2 separate regions of the Mus musculus genome follow, and region 2 is linked to region 1. Evidence: chromatin contacts called from public Hi-C data. All regions are on one chromosome and are shown on one strand. Each heading gives the region's core, a stretch centred on a gene start, on an enhancer-like site or on the middle of the called end of the contact. The rest is flanking DNA. Distances are from core to core; before and after follow the strand shown. Region 1 overlaps Rims2 (regulating synaptic membrane exocytosis 2). Region 2 overlaps Dpys (dihydropyrimidinase).

Region 1 (5,051 bases), core at 861-3,360:
AATATATGCTTGCAGGGAGATGGAGGCAGATATTTGTAGCTTCCTTTTGCTGGCATACATATTATATAGGGATTTACCCTACTGTAGAGGACACAAGCAAATTTAAGCCCTGGAAGGTGGTGTCAATTAGGGTTGTGTAGATTAGCTTGGTCTGGGGTAGGTCTATGGAGATTGTCCTGATTACAATAAGGAATCTGTCTAAAATGGTACATGGTCTGTGTCTGGGTTCTTGACTATGTAGAAAGGAGAGCATAAGCTGGGTGCAACACACATGGACCCAGTCTCTCTCCCTCTCTGCTTGTCTTGCCTAACTGCTGGGGTCCTTCCTCTTGATGTCTTCACTATGAGGATGACCTGGAGCTGTGAGCTCAGAGGGAACCTCTCCCCGAGCTGCTTTTGTCAGGATAGTTTGATTACAGCAATGGCAAATGAACTCGGGAGCAGTGAAACCAGTCAATTAGGAAAGTCTGGGAGCATGCGCGGATGATCCAATTAGGTACACAATACAATAATGAGACACAATAATGAGAGTCTAAAGATAAACAGAATTATATGGCAAAATATTCATGCACATGAAAATATAGAAAACATCTATAAATGAATATAGATACCATTGTATTAAAAGTAGCTTTAACCTTTTTCAAGCAGTATTTTTTTAATGTTCATTTTTTCTATTCTGTTTTTTTTTCAGAATAAACAAAAAGAATCAGCAGTAACAACACTAGAATAGAATAGAATAGAATAGAACAGAACAGAACAGAATAGAATAAGTTAGGAGAGGCATAAGGAAAGAGCAAGCAGGGACCAACAGTAAATTTTCTTTACCTAAGTGCAAAGGCAGTGAACCTCTGCTCATTCCCTGAGTTAACGACCATGGCTTTCCAGCCATTCCTGTGCTGTTATTAAACTGAAATGATTAATTTCAGGGTCCTCAGTTCCAGACAAAGTTTCCATATTTTTAAATATGGCTTTTGTTTTTCCTAAGTTTTGGTTTTAGAAAATGCCAACTTTACATATTTTGTGGTTTTAAGGTATGGAATATAAAATTGTCAATAGAAATGATCAGTTTTACAATGAAATTATAATTGTTAAGGTGCATTATGAAACAAAATTAAAAATCTAGTATTATTGGAGGAAAGTAATATGTCTTCCCCACAAAGTATCTGTAAATATTGTCCAAAAAATCCATACATATAAAGATTTGTGAGTATATTAAATCAAATATATCAATTGATAAGTTTAAAGAATACAGCTAAGTGGCTTAGTCTCAGAATTACCATTTAACACCACTGCAAATAAGAAGTCTTCACATGAGAACAAATGTTTTATCATGTGTACCTCCGAGAAGTGAGGAGAAATGTAAAGACTTAGTGAGTAGTGTATTTTATGGAAGGCCCAGCAGCAGAAACTGCGGAGTGTAGAAAGGGCAGCTGAGCAAAGACACACAGTGAACAAAATGCAAGTGGGTCTAGCTAACCTCCTGGGCATTATCAGCTGGCAAGGCACAGCTTGATAATAGGTTTATATGTATAGGTATATGTGTGTGTTTGTGTTTGTGTGTGTGTATAAAAATAAAACAAGAGGAAAGAATTCTTGATTTCAACTCTCAGCATATCCAGAAACCCTGATAAAATCAAGCATGGAAGAAACTCTCTCTGAAGTATAGAGAAAAATTCTTACAGTAATTCTTAGATTTTAGTTATGATAAAAGCTTAAAGTTTAAGGTTTAATATTATTGGACTGATCATCTCCTTAAAATCTATTTTGTAGTGGGTGTATGGCTGGCTTTGTGCTCTGCATGGGAGCTGTAGCAGAGAATGCCCTTGTTTTCATGATCCTTCCATTTATGATTCCATGGGGCAAGATATAAATGAATGATCATATCAACCAGTGGTATGAGATGAGGAAAAATACACATAATATAGGCAATGATGATCTAGAAAGTTTAGGTGAAAATTTAGGAAGATTTCTCTGAAGAGGAGATAATTAAGCTGAACCCTGAATAATGACACTATGAGAACACAGACTACACAGGTTGTTCTACCAGAAGACTTGGGGATCTAGTGCTAGTATTTGATCTCTGAGATCATAAATACCCTCTTTAAAGAGACCTTTCTTTTTAAAGGCTAAATCAGTAAAGAATTAGGAATACCCTACAGTTGAACACTTACAATTATTTAAAATTAGTCTATATGTTAATCTCATATTTTTGAATTTATAAAAATTCAAAATAGAATTTATATTATGAAAATATAATTTAATTCCTTAAACTATTAGAAAAATACATCCTCTCTACCATGATTGTAAACAGTTATTTAACAAAAATAACATGAACTTGTGATTCATATTAGTTCCTCATGGCTCACTTCCTTTCTTCTTCTTCCTTTCCTTACTATTTTTGGCACTGAGGTCATCCTGGCTTGACTACTTACATGACCCTATGCCATGAAATGAGGTAATTCACTGGTCTCAGACTCCTGAGTTGCTAGACCACTGTTCCTGGGAGTGGTCATGTTTGCCAACTATTTACTTTGGCCATTCTTAGATGACAACTTCCAATATCATCTATTATATTGGATATATTTTCCCAGATGCCATCTGTGTTCTTTCACTAGGTAGGTAGGTAGGTAGGCAGGCAGGCAGGCAGGCAGGCAGGCAGGCAGGCAGGCAGGCAGGCAGGTAGATAGGTAGGTAGGTAGGCAGGCAGGTAGGTAGGTAGATAGGTAGGTCTATAGACAGATCAGCTCCAAAGGACAAATCCTGGGCCAAGAAGGTGGCTCGGTTAGGTAAGTGCCTAAGGACCTGAGAACACACATATGAGCTGGACATTGGTAGTGTGAATCTGGGGTTGGTGACTGGTGGAGACAGGTGGATCCCTGAGCTCATTGGGAAGCTTTCCTAGATGAACTGATGAGAAAGAAACACTGTCTCAAAAAAGAAAAAAGAAAAAAAGAAAGAGGAGGAAAGCAGTAGAGAGAAGCACTTGATTTTGGCCTTTGGTCCACACACATATATGCACAGAAGCATGTACCTACACACAAAACACAAGCATACCACACTCTCACAACACTACATTTAATATTTTCATATTTGAATAAGAAGTGTCATTGTTCTCATTCATTGTTAACTTAAGGACAAAGTTTATGAGTTAGAATTTTAAAATGTTTTTATTATGACATATCTTATAAGCACTGTATTTTTGTATTAGCTAATACTTTATTATCCTTAGAGACATGACTTAATTTTCTCTGTTCTTCCTTGAATAATTGGCCATCACACATTTCTTATGCAGCTAGTTTCGACTGTGGCTAACATCTTGGCGAGAATTAACTGATTCCTTTAGCGAATACCTCCATGCACCTACTTGAGGTCAGGTCCCAAGGGAATGAGTGGGGGCTGAACTGGTGTCTGTGCTCCATGGTCCTGCACAAGAGGGCTGAAACTGAAGGGAACAAACAATGTTTTGTTTTGTTTTCCACTCAAACAGAGTTTCCTCTAGTCAGCCCATTCGAAGCAAATGTTTATTTCTAACAATCTATGCAGAAGAACGTCTTTCTCTAATGTGTATAGACTCCATTTGGGCCTCTGGTAGTTGTGGCTCTGCAGTGAGGAAAAAAAAGACCAATGAGTCATTATATAGAGCATGTATTAAGTGACTGAAACACTTAGAGGTTCACTCTAAGTTTCCTCCAAGAAACACCCAGAGAGAAGACACACAAGACTCAGCACTAAAAGATTTTACTGCTGGGAGACTTGAAAATAAGAGATCAACAAAGCTTTTAATGAACATATGTGTTGAATCATGGATAAGAATGATGATACACAGGGAAGAGAATATTATAAATAATGACAAAAGCGAGAGAACATGGCACAGTTTAAAGATGAATTACACAGTGCCATAGGAAAGTCCTTATCTTATAAATGCGTTATGTCTCTAGAGGACAAAGATTTTGTCTAGAGGACAAGGAGTGGGAGTTAGGAAATAATCAACATAGAAACTGACATCATCTCCTGACCGAGAGGTCCTGGAGGGAGCTGGACTCTCAGGTCAAATGCTTAGGGTACTTGTCCAGGCTAAAAAGATGAGTCAATAAATATTTGAACAGGAAAGCGCACACGAAGACAGGAGTATGACTGAAGCAGGCCAGCTAACAGTCTAAGCAGGGAATATGCAAAAGGCCCAGCAGACTACTCAATGAACACAGAAGGGGAGGAAGAAGAGACCTGACTAAAGGGAAGAGAAATAGGTTCTCAGAGACTTGAAAATTGCAATAGTGATAAACTCCACAGAAGGCAAAAGAAGAATATCGTTCATGAAAGTAGTCAAAAGTTGCAAAAATGTCAGTTGGAATAACTTTTTTTAAAGGCATACTGAGCTGGTAGCTTTGAAAGTACACTGACTTTGAAAGGGGCGGGGGGCGGGGGGGTACGTATTCAACTAGAGATATTTCAATTTCCAAGGAGCTAAGCAAGGATTTTGAAATAAAGAAAGGGGAAGCTATGATGGTAGAGAAGTCTAGAAGACTAAATGCTACAGAGAATGAGCTAGTCAGTTCCCCATGATATCAAAAAGAGAGAACAGTTACTAAAATAAGGATTCCTGCTACTTTGTTAACTTTTAGACAAAGTTGAAGAACTTTAAGCAAATGAAAAATAAAGTTAAAAACTGTTATCAAAAGTTACAGTCCCACCTTGGGGATACATCATGACTGCAGACACCAAACCCAATACTGTTGCCGTGGTCAAGAGGCGCTTGCGGAGAGGAACCAATTGAGGCAGTTCCTGGGGAAGTCCGGCCAGCAACTGACCAATCCAGAGGCGGATGCTTGGAGCCAACCATCAGGGTGAACACAGGCAACCTGGTGGGCGAGCTGGCAGAAGGACTAGAGAAGCAGAGGGGGATTGAAACCCCATTGGAAGAACAACAGACTGGCCTGACTACCCAGTTCTCCCAGAGACTAGACCACAAACCAAGAAGTGTACCTGGAGGGATCTATGGCTCCAGATATATATGTAGCAGAGGATGGCCTTGCCTGACAGCAATGAGAGGG
Region 2 (5,051 bases), core at 1,573-4,072, 210 kb before region 1:
TTGGATGATCATTTAAACAACGAGAAAGAATGGTTTGCATAGTTCACATACAAAAGGAGAAGCAGGAGTATCTAGGTTGATGCCAACACCCGCGTTCTCTATTCTTGGCCTGCTTATTATGAGAAAGGTACTCAGTTGGACTCTCTATTCCCAGTCAAAATGTATGCAGATGACCTAGCTGGGACATTTCTGATGCACTACAATATTTTTAGCCTGGCTGCACACACCATCCTCAGCTCTCTACTGTCCTTAGAGATGGAGAATTGCTCTCCATCATCACCTCCTACCTCTTCCTACCCTGCACACTGAATCCTAGTGAGTTCTGCACACCGGCTCACAGTGCCGTGGCATAGTCTTCCTTTACTTTCTGATAATGTTGAGGTGCATTTTTAAAAAGGAATAAGGGTTCCGATGATGGCAGAGAAAACCCCCTTGGTCCCCACAGCCTTATCCCACTATTGTCAACTGATAGAGTGCCACTACTGTCAGAGTCGATGAACTACTATTGCTATATCAGTAGCTAGAGCCCATCCTTCATTCAGGTTTGCTTAGCTCTTACCCAGCATTCATTTCTGTTCCAGGATCCCGTAGTAGATTTCATCAACATGTGTCCTGAGGCTGCCTGAGGTGGGACAATTTCTCTGCCTTTGCTTTTAATCTCTTTGCCAGTGTTAAGGAATCATATTCAAGTCTTTTGGAGAATGTCGTCATTGTGCTTTTCTTTCTGACGTTTTTTTCTCCTTCCTAGCCACAGGTTTCGGAAACAAATAATACAAAAGCCTCACTTTGCATTAGTCATGAAGAGTGAATGTGGCAGATGTGGTGCCACACAGTTGATGCTGTGCTGGGTACCTGGCTGGTGCAGTCTTTGCCAGGCATAGCTATGCGCCAGCATCTGCCCCTTCTGTATGGCACGCTTGGAGAGGAAGTTGCTGCATACAAGGCAAACTTAAGAAGTGAGGTGCTATGCCCTAGGCTTATGTTTGAAAAGGTACTTTGGAACTTGAGCTTGGTCAAGCTCAGCCCAGTAGCATGTCGGAGAATGTGGTTGGGCAAAGTGGAAGAGAGCGGCCTTCCACATGGCTCAGGAGGCAGGAGGGATTTGGCAGTGGCTGGGAGACACTGGGAAGATTGCCTTCAGTGACAGCTGTGCTTCGGAGGAAGTCAAGGGGGGCATCCCCTCACTCTGCTCTTTTTTTTTAATTCTTTTTTTTTAATTAGGTATTTTCCTCGTTTACATTTTCAATGTTATTCCAAAGGTCCCCCATACCCACCCCCCAACCCCCTACCCCCCCTCCCCCTTTTTGGCCCTGGCGTTCCCCTGTACTGGGGCATATAAAGTTTGCTCTTAATTATTGTACAGGATCCTTCAATAGTAACAGGATGCAGAGATGTATCCGTAAAAATGAGATTTTTCCAAGCGTGAGAGAGGATGCCCTGCTGGACTCCTTTCGTTCTCTTGAAGCAGACTTTGACTTCTGAGGCTGAGAGCTGTTTCTCAAGCAGAAGTAGCTGGAGCGTGAAGAGAACTGCTCTCCTGTTGTGCTCTCAAACGCACTCTGGGCTGTTTCGCCTTGGAGACAGGTTCTGAGAGTCCAGGCTATACTGGTCCTTCCTTTGGTCCAGGAAGAGGAGAGGGAATATAAGATGAGATAGTTTACTCTCAGAAGGGATGTGTTAAAAATACCGTTTGACAGCCACCAAACCCAGACACTATTGCATATGCCAGCAAGATTTTGCTGACAGGACCCTGATATAGCTGTCTCCTGTGAGGCTATGCCAGTGCCTGGCAAATACAGAAGTGGATGCTCACAGTCATCTATTGGATGGAACACAGGACCCCCAATGGAGGAGCTAGAGAAAGTACCCAAGGAGCTGAAGGGGTCTGCAACCCTATAGGAGGAACAACAATGTGAACTAACCAGTACCTCTCATTGTTGTGTCTCTAGTTGCATATGTAGAAGAAGATGGCCTAGTTGGCCATCATTGGGAGGAGAGGCCCCTTGGTCTTGCAAACTTTATATGCCCCAGCACAGGGGAACGCCAGGGCCAAGAAGTGGAAGTGAGTGGGTAGGGGAGCAGGGTGGGGGGGGGAGGGGTATAGGGGACTTTTGGGATAGCATTTGAAATGTAAATGAAGAAAATACCTAATAAAAAATTTTAAAAAAATGAAGCCGGGCGTGGTGGCACACGACTTTAATCCCAGCACTCGGAAGACAGAGGCAGGAGGATTTCTGAGTTCGAGGACAGCCTGGTCTACAAAGTGAGTTCCAGGACAGCCAGGGCTATACAGAGAAACCCTGGCTCGAAAAACAAAAAACAAACAAACAAAAATACTGTTTGAGAGGTTCAGAGCAGAGCGGTCCTGCATGAGGCCAGAGGGAGGTGTACTGTCACGTCACGTGGGATGAGAGTGGGCAGAGGATCCGTACCCGAGAGTCGAACTGAAGCTGAGGCAGAGTAAACTCAAGCACGGGGGAGGAGCAGGCGTCCAGGCTGCCTGAAGAAAGAAGAGAAGGCAGCCAGATGGCCTCCAATGTGAATTGTGTCTGTCATAGACTGAGCTGAATGTTCACAAAGTTAGCCTTGTGGAAAAGAATTATTTAATCAAGGGAAGAAATGGATTTATCCTACGATGGTGATTTTAACATTAGTTACAGTCCAGTGTTATATATGATTTCTGTTTTAACATATAATTAGACACTAGATGTTTTACTGCAAAATTCCTCAAATGCTTTTAGCATAAATGACAGAAGACGGCAATGTGCATTGAATCCCATATCCTGAAGGGGGCGCCCACAACCCGCACTGGGCTGCCCGATCTGCTGGTTATGTAAGGAGGCAGCCTCCTGAGAGAGGAAGCGATTGCTAACGCTCTGGGGGCTACATGGTACCTAGATGTTTCTGTGTGTTTGTTATTCCTGTTGGTTATTAACGGCACGTAGAAAACAGTGTGCTTGCCACATAGCCTGCTGCCCTAAAACCGGGTTTCATTAATGTCACCAAAGGAGGTCAGGAGAAAGAAAAGCCGGGCATCCACACTTTTCTCCTTCTGCTGCTTGTTTTGTAAATCTATAGAAGCTGCATGGTTCCAAGAGTGAGGCACTGACATCAGTGTGCTGATGGATCTCGAGAGAGGACTGGGAGTGGGCGTATGAGGGGAAAGGTAGGAAATCCTGATGAAAGATGACCTTAGACATAACAAGCCTGTAAAGAAAAAGTCCCTGCAAAACCAACTGCAATACCTCCTCTGTGTCATTGCACATTTAAAAAAAAAAAAAGGCTGCATTTAGTGCAAAGAGAACATTATCAACTTTTTTTTTTCTGCTTTGGAAATGAAGAGTCCCCTGTATTCAGTTTGACAGCTCATTGAGCCTGTGTCTATCTCTTGTGACAGAAGTGTGTGCCCTGTGCTTCACTGCTCCGGTCAAAGCTTTAGAGTTAAGGACATAGCCCTTTATCTAGTTGTTTGGCCTTTTTTGGGGTAGAATATTCTGGTACTTAGCTTATAGAGAAGAAATCAAGAGTGTGGGTTTCATGTGATATTGAAACAGAATTTTAAGGTGTCATATGGTTGAAACAGAGATCAGTCAAAATGGCCAACCTGTTAAAACTCTGATCAGAGAAAGGGGAATGTGAGCTGCCTGCAGGTCTGCAGGAGCAGCAGCAACTCGTGGTCTGGCAATTTAAGGCTCTCCTTTGAGCTCTGGTTCTTTGGTATTCATTAAAGAGCACTTAGTTACTATGGAAACTGTCCCTTTTCTGTATTTATGAGCTACAGGGCATCTCACAGCATCTCAAGCATACCAGCACAGCTGACTACTGTGTGCATTGAAACATTTGATGAAGACTTCTAGCCGCTCTGTATTCTGCAGAGGAGGCATATTTTTGTTTCCAGTTATTTGGGGTTTATTATTTTTTTTAAACTCAATTACAGCAAGCTTTGACCTTGCATTCACCATTCTGGAAGGCATTGTGCTGCCTCTCCTGCTTAATTTCCGTCCTTTTCTCAGTGTAGATAGAGATAAACGAATTTAACTTTGTATTCAGTGAAGAGTAATGACTTGAAGATTATGAATGTGCCCCTGGGTTCTGCCTAGGAACCTTTGTATGAAATTGAGCAGGAGAGGGATGGTTCTCTAAGGGACATGGAGCAATAGGGAGTAAAAAGCATCATGAACCAAACAGTGAAGCTTAGGGTGTGTACATAGGGTCATATCATCAGGGAGAGCTTCAAAGAGACCGCTTGGCATTTTCCTTGGAGAAAACTAGATAACTCATTGTGTGCTATCTAATTTCTGAACTGTAATTCTTGTCTTCTTCCTCCAAAGAAGTATATGCATACACATGAGAGTGCACACACACCACACACACATGCACAAGCACATACATAAGCACACCTAAGTACACACACAAGCACACACACAAGCATACACACACCACACACACAAGCATACACACACCACACACACAAGCACACACACACCAAACACAGACAAGCACACACACAAGCACACACACAAGCATACACACACCACACACACACACACACACCACACATATACCACACACATAAGCGTACACACACAGAGAGAAGCACACACACACACCACACACAAGCACACACATAAGCATACACACACCACAACACACCACACACACAAGCACACATACCACACACACACACCACATACACACCACGCACACAGCACACACACAAGCATACACACTCCACACACTCAAGCACACACACAAGCATACACACAAGCATTTACACACCACACACACACCACACACACAAGCACACACACACACACACACCATACACATAAGCACACACACACACACACACACAAGTACTCACACAAGCATACACACTACACACACACACACACACACACACACACACACACACACACACAGTCTGTGATTGTTTTGAAAAGCTGGTCAGCATAAAGATTAGCTTTTCACACCAGTGCTGACAGACTCTGTAAAGAACTGTTCTCCCAGGCCCCAAAGCTCAGTTGTCCCAGTTCATGTGGTAGAGAAGA

Evidence for each region. A called contact is a pair of places that touch in the nucleus more often than the background predicts.
Region 2: a Hi-C map of bone marrow-derived macrophages shows a contact between it and region 1, with 6 times the contacts expected there. The contact joins two enhancer-like sites. A contact is called at or near these places in 8 of 484 Hi-C or Micro-C datasets (bone marrow-derived macrophages, embryonic stem cells, macrophages and 1 more), 6 of 115 datasets of contacts at active chromatin or transcription factors (embryonic stem cells and stem cell-derived epiblast-like cells) and 1 of 9 other capture datasets (embryonic stem cells).

Annotation. Positions count from the first base shown.
Region 1 is chr15:39,608,455-39,613,505 of GRCm38.p6, reverse strand. All of the region lies in intron 21 of Rims2 (regulating synaptic membrane exocytosis 2), which reads right to left. Among named protein-coding and RNA genes, the nearest start is that of Dcstamp, 130 kb to the left of the region's middle. Within about 2 kb of position 2,110, at least 7 of the 459 cell types and tissues checked have an H3K27ac peak or open chromatin away from gene starts, as enhancers often do. A contact at or near this core is called in bone marrow-derived macrophages, where this site is marked.
Region 2 is chr15:39,815,007-39,820,057 of GRCm38.p6, reverse strand. The region is part of intron 7 of Dpys (dihydropyrimidinase); the gene reads left to right. Among named protein-coding and RNA genes, the nearest start is that of Gm16291, 20 kb to the right of the region's middle. Within about 2 kb of position 2,822, at least 69 of the 459 cell types and tissues checked have an H3K27ac peak or open chromatin away from gene starts, as enhancers often do. A contact at or near this core is called in bone marrow-derived macrophages, where this site is marked.